2 separate regions of the Zea mays genome follow, and region 2 is linked to region 1. Evidence: chromatin contacts called from public Hi-C data. All regions are on one chromosome and are shown on one strand. Each heading gives the region's core, a stretch centred on a gene start, on an enhancer-like site or on the middle of the called end of the contact. The rest is flanking DNA. Distances are from core to core; before and after follow the strand shown.

Evidence for each region. Hi-C and Micro-C count contacts between places; a contact is called where the count stands out from the background.
Region 2: a contact with region 1 is called in a Hi-C map of leaf, with 4 times the contacts expected there. The contact joins the enhancer-like site here to the promoter of LOC100274430 in region 1. A contact is called at or near these places in 6 of 25 Hi-C or Micro-C datasets (bundle sheath, ear, leaf and 1 more).

What each region holds. Positions count from the first base shown.
Region 1 is chr4:222,595,954-222,601,347 of Zm-B73-REFERENCE-NAM-5.0, reverse strand. LOC100274430 (putative cytochrome P450 superfamily protein) reads left to right here and starts at 1,737. Exons shown (of 2, transcript NM_001148789.1): 1 at 1,737-2,803; 2 at 2,920-4,010. The coding sequence starts at 1,805. The coding sequence ends at 3,552.
Region 2 is chr4:222,712,412-222,718,171 of Zm-B73-REFERENCE-NAM-5.0, reverse strand. No RefSeq gene overlaps it. Among protein-coding and RNA genes, the nearest start is that of LOC103655927, 85 kb to the left of the region's middle. Within about 2 kb of position 1,976, at least 12 of the 20 cell types and tissues checked have an H3K27ac peak or open chromatin away from gene starts, as enhancers often do. A contact at or near this core is called in bundle sheath, ear and leaf, where this site is marked.

The DNA of each region.
Region 1 (5,394 bases), core at 488-2,987:
TTGAGAGTATCCTAGATTTGCTTAGAGTTGTCCAGGCCACTCACTTTATTGTACTCATCCCTGCAAAGAGATGCTAGCAAAACAGTAGTAGCTTGGGCATTTTTATGAATTTGTTCATTTATAAGCACAGGATTATCAGTACTATCAAAATGCATCTCATTCTCAACAATTTTCCAAATGCTAGGATAGAGGGAGAATAAATGACTACGCATTTTATGACTCCAAAAAGAATAGTCCTCTCCATCAAAGTGTGGGGTTTTCCTAGGGGAATTGATAGTAGATGCGCATTTGAATTATAAGGAATGCGAGAATAGTCAAAAGAGTAGTTTTGATTAACCGTCTTTCTTTTGGATGAGTCGTCGTCGTCGTCATCATCCCTTGGTGAAGAAGAGAAAACGTCGCTTTCATAGTATATGATCTTCTTGATGCGCCTCTTTTTCTTCCCATCCCTCTTCTTGTGACTCGAGCCTGAGTCAGTAGGCTTGTCGTCTCTTGGTTCGTTGAAGAGGGACTCCTTGTCGTTGACCACCATCCCCTTACCCTTAGGATCTATCTCTTCGGGCGGTTAGTCCCTTAGATGAAGAGTTTGACTCTGGTACCAATTGAGAGCACCTAGAGGGGGGTGAATAGGTGATCCTGTAAAATCAAACACTAAATAGCCACAAACTTGATTATAAAAATGTTAGTGCGAGTTAACCAAGTTACTATGAAACGAGCTCTTGTGAATAAATACTGTGAGCTCTTACCGAACCACCCGGACCAGCATACATACATACATACATACATACATACATACATACATACATACATACATACATACATACATACGTACGTACGTACATACGTACGTACATACAGCTAAACTATCTACAATCAAGTTTAAATTTAAGAAATATGGTATATGTATTTGTGTGGGTAGGTATTCAACTGCATATACCCGTGTGCACGGGTACAACAGGATCAGGTGCTCCTGGCCCTTCGTCGTCTACCTACTTTCTTTACCAACAGAAGAACCACGCTAAAGGCACGACGGTCATGTGCGGGCGACACCGACTTAGGCCCTGCCAGAGCTCGCAGGCTCCACGCGTCTCTCTGTGCCATCCTACATGTTGTGCACCCCTTGCTAGATGGCCATCGCACCACCCCAAGCACCACTGTGGCCCGGTAGAAATATCGTCGACGTGTTTCACGTCGTCGTCGTCGTCAGTCTAGTGCCACTGTTGCTAGCCCGTATTTAGTGAGGGTTCCCTATCTAGTTTCCAGCATATCTATATCTTGTAAAACTCTCTTCGAATATATAAAAAATATCATATCTCTTTGATCAATATATATTTTTTTATAGTTTATTTTATATTAAGGGCTAGCTTGAGAACTATATTTTACCAAGGGATTCATATTTTCTAAGGGAAAATGAACTAAATTCTCCTGGGAAAATAAAAATCCCGCGGTAAAAAGTTGTTTTCAAACTGGCCCTAAGAGTGGTCTTAAAACATTAGTATAGTAGCTTGCTCCCGCCATTATTGCCTTGCCTTAAAAGAAATCCTCCCCTGTTTGTGTGTTTATGGTCAGTTAACTACTTTTAGCAGCTATAAGCACACACCGCGTCAACGTCTGCGCTCTGCCGCAGCTATAAATTCAAGGGGCCGCCATTTCCAGTCCTCCGAAGACTTGAACAAGGCGGCCTCCGGTCTTCCCACTTCCACACGAGAAGGAAACGACCACCTCCTTTCCTGTGTCCCGAATCGGGAGTAGTAGTAGTAGTGCATCCAATCGACACACACACAAAAAAAAAGGTTAGTTAGCCATGGCGCCGCCAACAGAGGACTGCGGCTGGCTGCTGTACCTTTCCCTGGCCGCCAAATGCGGCGACCCTCAGCGCCTGCTCGGCTTCGCCGCGGTCTTCGTCGCGGCCTGCGTAGTCACGTCGCTCCTGCACTGGGCGTCCCCGGGCGGCCCCGCCTGGGGGTGGTACTGGTGGACCAGGCGGGCCGGGCTGGGCATCGTCCGTGCCGCCATCCCGGGACCCCGGGGCCTGCCGGTGGTCGGCAGCATGGGCCTGATGACCGGCCTGGCGCACCGCAAGCTCTCGGCGGCGGCCGAGAGACAGGCCAGCAGGCGCCGCCTCATGGCGTTCTCGCTTGGCGAGACCCGGGTGGTGGTCACCGCCGACCCCGACGTCGCGCGGGAGCTGCTCGCCAGCGCCGCCTTCGCCGACCGCCCCGTCAAGGAGTCCGCGTACGGGCTCCTGTTCCACCGCGCCATCGGCTTTGCCCCGCACGGCGCCTACTGGCGCGCGCTCCGGCGCGTCGCGTCCGCGCACCTCTTCTCGCCGCGCCAGATCGCGGCCTCCGCGGCGCAGCGCGCGGCCATCGCGCGCCAGATGGTGGACGCCACGACGACCGCCGCGGCCCACGCCCCCGTCGTCGTGGCGCGCCGGTTCCTGAAGCGCGCGTCGCTGCACAACGTCATGTGGTCGGTGTTCGGCCGCAGGTACGACCTGATGGCGGACAGCCGGGAGGCCGAGGAGCTCAAGGCCCTGGTAGACGAAGGCTACGACCTGCTTGGGCAGCTCAACTGGTCCGACCACCTCCCGTGGCTCGCCCGCTTCGACCTGCAGAAGACCCGGGCCAGGTGCTGCGCGCTCGTCCCGCGGGTGAACCGCTTCGTTGGCAACATCATCGGCGAGCACCGTGCCCGCCTCGGCCGCGGCGTCGACACCGCCGTCATGGACTTCACGGACGTCCTGCTCTCCCTCCAGGGCGACGACAAGCTCTCCGACGCCGACATGATCGCCGTTCTGTGGGTACGTATGCACGTTGCACCCACCCTGCTCGCTCTTCAACTATCAGCAGGGAAAAGAAAAGAAAGAAAGACCGATAAGGCGAACGCGCCTTTAACTTGTGATCGCACACCTCGCAGGAGATGATCTTCCGAGGCACGGACACGGTGGCAGTCCTGATCGAGTGGGTGCTGGCCCGTCTGGTGCTGCACCAGGACGTGCAGAGCAAGGTCCAGGAGGAGCTGGACCGGGTGGTCGGGCTGGGCCAGGCCGTGACGGAGTCGGACACGGCCTCGCTGCCCTACCTCCAGGCGGTCATCAAGGAAGTGCTACGCCTGCACCCGCCAGGCCCACTGCTCTCCTGGGCGCGCCTCGCCACCTCAGACGTGCACGTAGGCGGGTACCTTGTGCCCGCGGGCACCACCGCCATGGTGAACATGTGGGCCATAACCCATGACCCCAGCCTGTGGCCTGAGCCAATGGAGTTCAGGCCCGAGAGGTTCATGGGCCCTGCCGCCGAGGACGTCCCGATAATGGGTTCGGATCTCCGGCTCGCGCCTTTCGGGTCCGGCAGGCGGAGCTGCCCCGGCAAGTCACTCGCGGTGGCTACCGTCGGATTCTGGGTCGCCACCCTGCTGTACGAGTTCAAATGGCTGCCGCCGTCCGACGAGCCACGCGGCGGCGGCGTCGACCTATCCGAAGTGCTGAGGCTGTCGTGTGAGATGGCTGCACCGCTGGAGGCGAGGGTGGTGCCACGTCACGCGGTGTGCTGAGGGGGCTGAGACACGTGGCCTGCAGGGGTGGGGATCAGAGGAGGAAAGCTCGACCGATCGTCTTCTAGCTTCTACTACTACGTAATACCTTACCTTGTAGCAGAACGTAACGTGGTCGATATGAGATGTGTAAAGAAAGAAAAAAAAAGAACGCCCAGTTGCACCATGCATGCTAGCTGCTGGTGTGGAGTCAGTACGTAGTAGCAGCACCCGGTTTGATCGATGCTTATGTGTGTAATGTAATACCTACCTGCAGTTGCAAGTAAATGTGTGCCTGTTATTAGTCTAGCTAGGTAGTGTAGTGTAGTGTACCGGATGGTGAGCGAGCGTGACAGTTACCTTTCCTTTTCAGTACTGCCTAGCTAGCTAGACCTAGATGTATTATTATATATTGTGTACTCCCTTCTTACGTACGTGCGTTCCATAATAAATGTATTCTGTAGTTGTCTTTTTCTACTATTTCTTTATTTCGTTCCAGAGTACAATATTTTTTATAAGAGTTAGTAGTAACTTGTATGCTAGGAGCATATATAATATATTTCTATTAAAATATATAGGCCTAATGCAAGCGTGCGTACGCGCGTGTAAGCGTGTTGGTGGATAAATGTGCGCGCGTACGTCCTTGTCGCGAGCAAAAATAAAACAATAATAATAGACCTATTTTGGCAGCAGCAGAGCGGAGGCTGGCTGCTCATCATGCGGGCGATCCCTTTCCTGCTTTTCCGATCACAGGAGGAGGGCGGCTGGGCTCAATCATGGAGCAACCCAACAGGAACGTCAGTACACGTCCACTGCATCAGGTTGCCATCCCTGTCTGCGCACTCATCGCCGTCAACTACTGACAGGGAGAATCTTAACGACTGGTGTGCAGCGCTGCTCCAAATGGATCGGTCTCACGATCCCTTTAGGCCGCTGTTGGCTGCACCCAGGCAGGTGAATCGGAGCGCGATCTGACAGAAAGAAACGCTTGCTACTAGCTAGCTAGGTCCACGGTCTATCGTGTCTTCTGGCTGCGCTCTCCCTGTACGCAGCTAAACAGGCCCGGACCCCGGACGCAAGAAAGTTATAGCCTGATTGCTGATTGTGACTTTATGGGAGACATGCAATCTGCGACACTATTAGTACGATTAAAAAATGCCTGATAGTGACAGACACATAACATGGCTCTCACGGTCTCACCAACGACGCCTCGCTTGTAACATAAATGGTTCCGAAGGAAGAGTGATAACTAAGGGGTGTTTGAATACACCAGAGTAATAGTTAGCTGCTAAAATTAGTTGAAGACATCTAAACACTCTAACTACTAGTTCAACTATTAATTATTTTTAGTAAATTCACTACCGGAACCAACAACTTTGCCGAGTGCCTGAAGCACTCGGCAAAGCCTTAAAAACACTCGGCAAACGCTTTGTCGAGTGTCGCACTCGGCAAAGAGGGCTCGGCATATAGTGCATCGGCAAAGCCGTCTTTGTCGAGTACTTTTTCTCAGGCACTCGATGGTTTGCCGAGTGTCAGAGAGCACTCGGCAAAGAAAAGCAGCCGTTACGGCGACGGGTGACGGAGTCTTTGTCGAGTGTCCCAGGCGACACTCGGCAAAGGAGTTACCTTTACCGAGTGTCTGCCTGACAGCACTCGGCAAAGAATCCGCCAGAGAGGTCCCCATGTCAGGTACTTTGCCGAGTGCCTGGTATGGCACTCGACAAAGCGTGCTTCTTTGCCGAGTGCCAGAGCCATTACACTCGGCAAAGAACCTATAACGGTGCCCAGGTCTTGGTTCTTTGCCGAGTGCTATGGTTCTGACACTCGGCAAAGCACCTCTTTGCCGAGTGTTACACTCGGCAA
Region 2 (5,760 bases), core at 727-3,226, 120 kb before region 1:
AGACAATGATTTTTGTCAATTCATACAAGAGGCACAGAAATATGCAGAGGTAGCAAGAGGCTTAAGAGGGAGGTTTCATCCCAGACATGTTCAAAACAACCAGAACTCGGGCCAAAACGAAGACAAATCATGTAACACCCCTGGTGTGACCAGAACTAAAATTTGAGCATGACATCATATGCATTGACATGTCATTATGTTTGTTACACCTAGAATGCATCCACTAGGCTAAAACTTCAAAACAAGTGTGATGTGGTGTCTTGAAGTGCTTGTTAACCCTAGAGTAGGGTACTTGGGTGTATGTGAGGCCAAATTGAGTATTACCTTAAAAGTTATGCTCATAAGAAACTAAAATTTATGGATTTGAGTGGCACAAAAAACCTAGAGCACTCAAAACCCTAAGAGGAACCCTAGAAAACCCTAATTTATGCCCTATGGGATGATTTCAATTTCTATACACTTTTGGACCAAAATGCATATATCAAAGTGGTAAAGTATCAAAAACTAAACAACTTTTACATTAGAGGATTTTCATGTAATGTGGAACAAATTGGACTAATTTGTGAAAAAGTCACAAGGACACCCATATGGCTAACTCTGAAATTAGTGTGTTTAAGTTGACTTTGGAACCTTGTGTTTCTTAATCCATGAAGATTTTGCCCTAGGTCACTACAACAAGTTTGTAGAGGTAGCATAGGGGTACAAGTTTGATTAAGTGACTGAGCATTGGTGCTGTATGAAAATGGGAGATAAATGGACCTAAAATTAGGCTGTCAGTCACCCTGAAGCTGAAATTTCGACTGACAGTGAACTGGGACAAACTTTGAGAGCAATTTTGAATAAGATCCAGTGGATGTTTGATCGAGGTTGCTATAACAAAATCAAAGCTAGTATGTAGGGGATCAACTTTGCTACAAACAAATTAGTAGGTTAGTACATAAAAGTTTGTGAAAAGAGCTCCTAAACTTGCTCTGTCAGAACAAGCTGAATGTGATTCTGATGGTACAGTAACTGAACCAGATCACTGATTCAGTGAATCTGTCACCGCCGGTGAGCTGGCGTCGCGATTCACGCCGGCCGCCGTGATTCGTGCCGGTGTGAAGTGGATAACCGTGGCGGGTGAAAGATCTTGACCGCGGATGGGGCTGTGAGCTGGCCGCCATACCCACTTGCCCCGTGACTGGTCGAGATGACCATCGCCAGAGTTCGCCGCTTACCGCCTAGACGCCACGTATTCGGGAGTGTTACCACGTCACAGTGGACCGTCGTGGATAGCTCGTCTATCGCCTGAGACATTGCCCCGGTGAACGTCACAGTAGTTTCGCGTCGGTGACTCACTCCCCCTCTCCGGCCACCAACTTCTTTTTTCCAAATTTGGAGCCACCGCTTACGGATACTATAAATTAAGTGCACAACCAGCTTCGTTAGCTTATTACGAAACCCGAACACCAACTCTCGCCTCCGATTAGCCACTGTGGACCGCGAATTTTGGTTTTGCCCCAAATCAGCCAAACTGGTCGCCGAGGAGAGCTCTTCCGTGGTCAGTGTCGCCGAAGGTAGTTCTAGCCCAATTACGATCTGTTCTAGCTTCCTTTCGGTGTGACGATGCTCCCCATACTTAGAATTCGAACGCTACCGCGCCTCATCGTCGGGAACGGCTTGGCCCGCCCTCGGTTTTTGTCGTCGTCGTAGATAGGAGAATCCAGGGCCGGATGAGCTCGATTAGAGCATTGCCTAGGCTCGCCTGGGTTCGGGGATTTCTATCGAGTGCTCGGTTTCATCAGGCATCACCATTTGGGGCGATTTCTCGTGAGAGATGGCCGGCGGGTGAGCGCGCCGTCGCCGGGGATTGAGTTGGAGAAGGAACAGAAACTCTAGGTTTTATCCACAAATGTCAGCGAGACAGAGAAACAATGTCACAGGCTCTTTACCGGTTTTTCAAATCACCGAGGGTCCTACGCAAAATTGCCAACAAAGGCGCGCGCGCGGGCGCACTTTTCCTGGTTGTGGCTCGGTTTGGGCCAGAATCAGCTCGGTACTATTCATAATTTTCCTTTTTCCTTTTTCTGCCAGACATGGAAAATTGTAGGAAATTTTAAAAAAATGGTAAAATTATAGGACCAATTTTTCTAAACTCCTAAATTCATCTAGTATTTAATAAAAATAGTTCCAAGATTTTTAGTCCAAACCTGGATTTATTTAGAATTTAAATATGCATAAATCCAGTCTTTTAGAATTTTAGAATTAATTTGGTAGCTCCAAAAATAATACAACTTTTTGGGTAAGCTTAGTTTGATGATTAAAGCCCTTGGGTGGAGTTTGAAGTGATTTGGACATTGTTTGGTCTCAAACCCAATAAGCTAGCCTCCTAGGGTTTAATTGCCTAGTACTGATAGAATACTAACTCAGGAAACCCTAGTCACTAGTGTGTACCGTGAAGGAAAGTTGTATTCAAGATACAACCTAGTATGTTTCTATTACATACCTGCATATTCATAGCATCACATAAGCATTCATGTATATGTATAGAAAACGAAGAAGAAGCTGTAGTCAAAGAAGAAGTTGTCCCACAAGCTGAGGATCCCCCAGTTGAGAACAACTTCTATTTTGACTTCTGTGGGACAGACCCAGAACCTCCTGCAACACAAGGCAAGCCCCAGTGCATTTACCCCTTTCCTTGATGTTTTAAACTCTTTATCACTTGAGATGATGCATTAGGTGATGATAGGAGTTGTGTGCTAAACAATTGCTGCATTTCCATCCTTGGAACTGATTACCATTCCTTGATACCTGTTTTACTTAAAGTTTTCTGATGCTTAGCTTTGCTTTAGAAAACAAAATGTTTTGTTTTAATCAAAAGATGATGCTTCATATGGAATGGGAAGTTTTCAAAGAAAAGACTTGATGGTGAATCCATCATGGCCATGATGGGTTCAACATATGAAAAGATGTACCTCTGTCAGGTACCAAACTTTGGGTTGCAAATGATAAAGATGAGACCGAGCGGGTGACTTGCACGAGAAGGAAGTCTCGGTGTAGTGTCTCTGTCTGAGTCGATTAAGGACCAAACCGATGTAGGCTTGATGATCGAGGACCTTTTAACTGGCCACATGCCTCGTCATGGGTAAGCTTTGCCTCGGTCAGACCAATACCTGAAAGGCCACCACGCAATGGAAGTGGAGAGATGGTGAGAGTAGCGTGTACCCTCCGTGGCAAGAGGCTGGACTGTGGTGTATCTGTGCTCTCGAGTGGCGTGAACCCGTTCTGGTCTTGAGAAACCTGATGGTAAGTTGACATATACAAGGGTTAAGTGCTACATATGTCGTGTGGCTGGAGATCCCCAGCTGGGTATTAATCGATTCGGATCGCCGTTACTTCTCGGACATGAAGACTTGGTCACTGACTTACACGTAGCAATCCAGTAAACTTAAGGGGTGATAAAAGATGGCTAGTGTAGGCTAAGTGCCTGAACTAGGATAGAAAGAACTCTAGATACAGGTAATGACTTAACCTGATAATAAAACTGGATTTTTAAGGATCCACTGTTAGTAAGCTTTTCTACAAACAGAGTCTTTGATTCTTGATCAGCTTTACCTTGAATCCCACAAGCCAGCATATCCTTGAGAAGTCTTTTTCCTTTGTCGGGTAAGACTTGCGAAAGTACAGTCCATACTCAGGGTCTTCGAACCCATGTTGTTGTAGGTGATGAAACAACCGAGTTTTGTTGTTTCTGCTCAAAGGTGGTGCCAAAGCACAAGGAAAATCAGTAAACTTGTTGACGAGAGGATGTTTTGCCTCCTAGTTATGTAATATTAAGTGCTGCACTTGAACACCCGTTATGTAATAAATACTCTCTCTATATTTTATATGAATGTAAATTATTGTATTGTAATCCTTTCCGCTTATTCTTTACTCTGATTATGTGTAATGTCTACATGATGGGTGAAGCGCTCTTGGGCGATATGATGAAGATACAGATAATGAACTTGCCGAGTGATTGCGCGCACCTGCATGACTGTTTGAGGTCCTTAGGACAAGGACATCTGTAGGTGGGCCTAATGCCTTGGGAGGTTCTGTGACAAATCCATCCAACTTCAAGGGCACCAGAATCAACCTCAAGACACATCCCAAGCACTAGGGGTGCAAGTTGAATTTTCGCAATGAATTTTAGACCATTACCTCCAAGAGGAGGACGAGGGGTCAAAGCGTTGAAGGATGATTCAACTCATAACTATGAAAGTTGTATTGTGTTTCAAAAGACCTATCAGGGCCACACTATGAAGACCTATCAGGTAACAATTCAAAAGCAAAAGTGTAGATAAGTCAACCAAAGAGATCCTTCACACATCATCATATTTTTCACTATACATTCCACAACACATCTACCATCAGGAGCCAAAGCCACAACCTTTAGCCTCCATTGCTTCAACGAGTCCTTCGCCTAGCCATTGGGGAGCTACTCCATTTATCCTACGTCCCTGACCATATGAGAAAGTACCTATGGGTCATCCTCAATTTCCAATGCAGGACCTGCACCAATAGGACAGGAAGGAGCCTTCCAAATCTCAAATAGTAAATAGCGCTATTCTTGAGTCAAAGCATATATATCGAGGCTAGAGGGGTTGGCTCAAGAACCCAAAGTTGCCGTAAAATCGAAAGACTTTTACACATTCTTTTACATTTTTTATTGTTCATCCCGACCTTCGCCTCAATGAACTAAAGAGGTGAAAAAACCTCTCTCAAGTTTTCTAAATGTAATTTTGTGGTTGCACCTTCAAGTGTAGTGAAAGTAAAAAATGCTCCCAAAGACCTTCGTACAAAGGAAGATCAGTCACCTAGTAATGGTGACAAGAGTCTGAAGTTCTTCTGTAGGACCGGTGAGACGACCAGAGGGGGGTGAATGCAAGTGACTAAAAATTCCCGACTTGCGAGCACGTGACTTTGAACCCAAAGTTCAACCCGAAAGCCCTCTAGGGACTCAAAGCAGCAGATCAGAGTGCAACATAGACCAGTGTCGTTTGTATGCACCAAAAACCCTAAGAACAGCAGACCCAACTCCCTAGTAAAACACATTTTTACTGACAGTTTTTTCTTACAAAATTTGCTAGTGAAAATCGTTTTCTACTAGCGCATTTTTAAGGAACCTCCAGTAAAAATAATTTGAAATCGATTATTTTAGTCTTTCAAATGACCTCGTACGAAAAAACCATCAAAATAAAAAGTTATAGATCTCGAAAAGCTATTCAACTTTATACTGATAACTTTTTCCGTTTGAATTCGTTTGCAGCCTTAAACAATTAATTTACACTTGGTTTGTTCGAATATGTGTAGACTTTCTAGCAGAAGGTTGTTCAAATGCCACGCCCAATTAAAAAGTATTTTTTTACACAGCAGCAAGATCACAATAAACTTGAGACCGGAGATGGTAGTACGGTATTGGCGCAAGATCACAGTAGCGGTTTTTATTTGTCAGAAACCACCTGTGTGCGCTCTCACAGCAGTTATGGTCCAACGGAAGTTATTCAGAGCCGGCACGGGGTCGGCCGAGCCAAAACAACCTTGTGCTAGCTAGAAAGTCTACGCATATGTTTATTTGTGGGGTTGTTGCCACTTGCCCGCTTGAGGGAAAGTACTAGCACAGAGACAACTTTTGGAGCACCAACCGGCCGGCTTGTGCTCTGCTTGGTCATCTTGACCACACCCATCTGTGGTCAGGCAACCAGTTTCATTTTGTAGTAGTGACGGTTGTGGTAGTCAAAT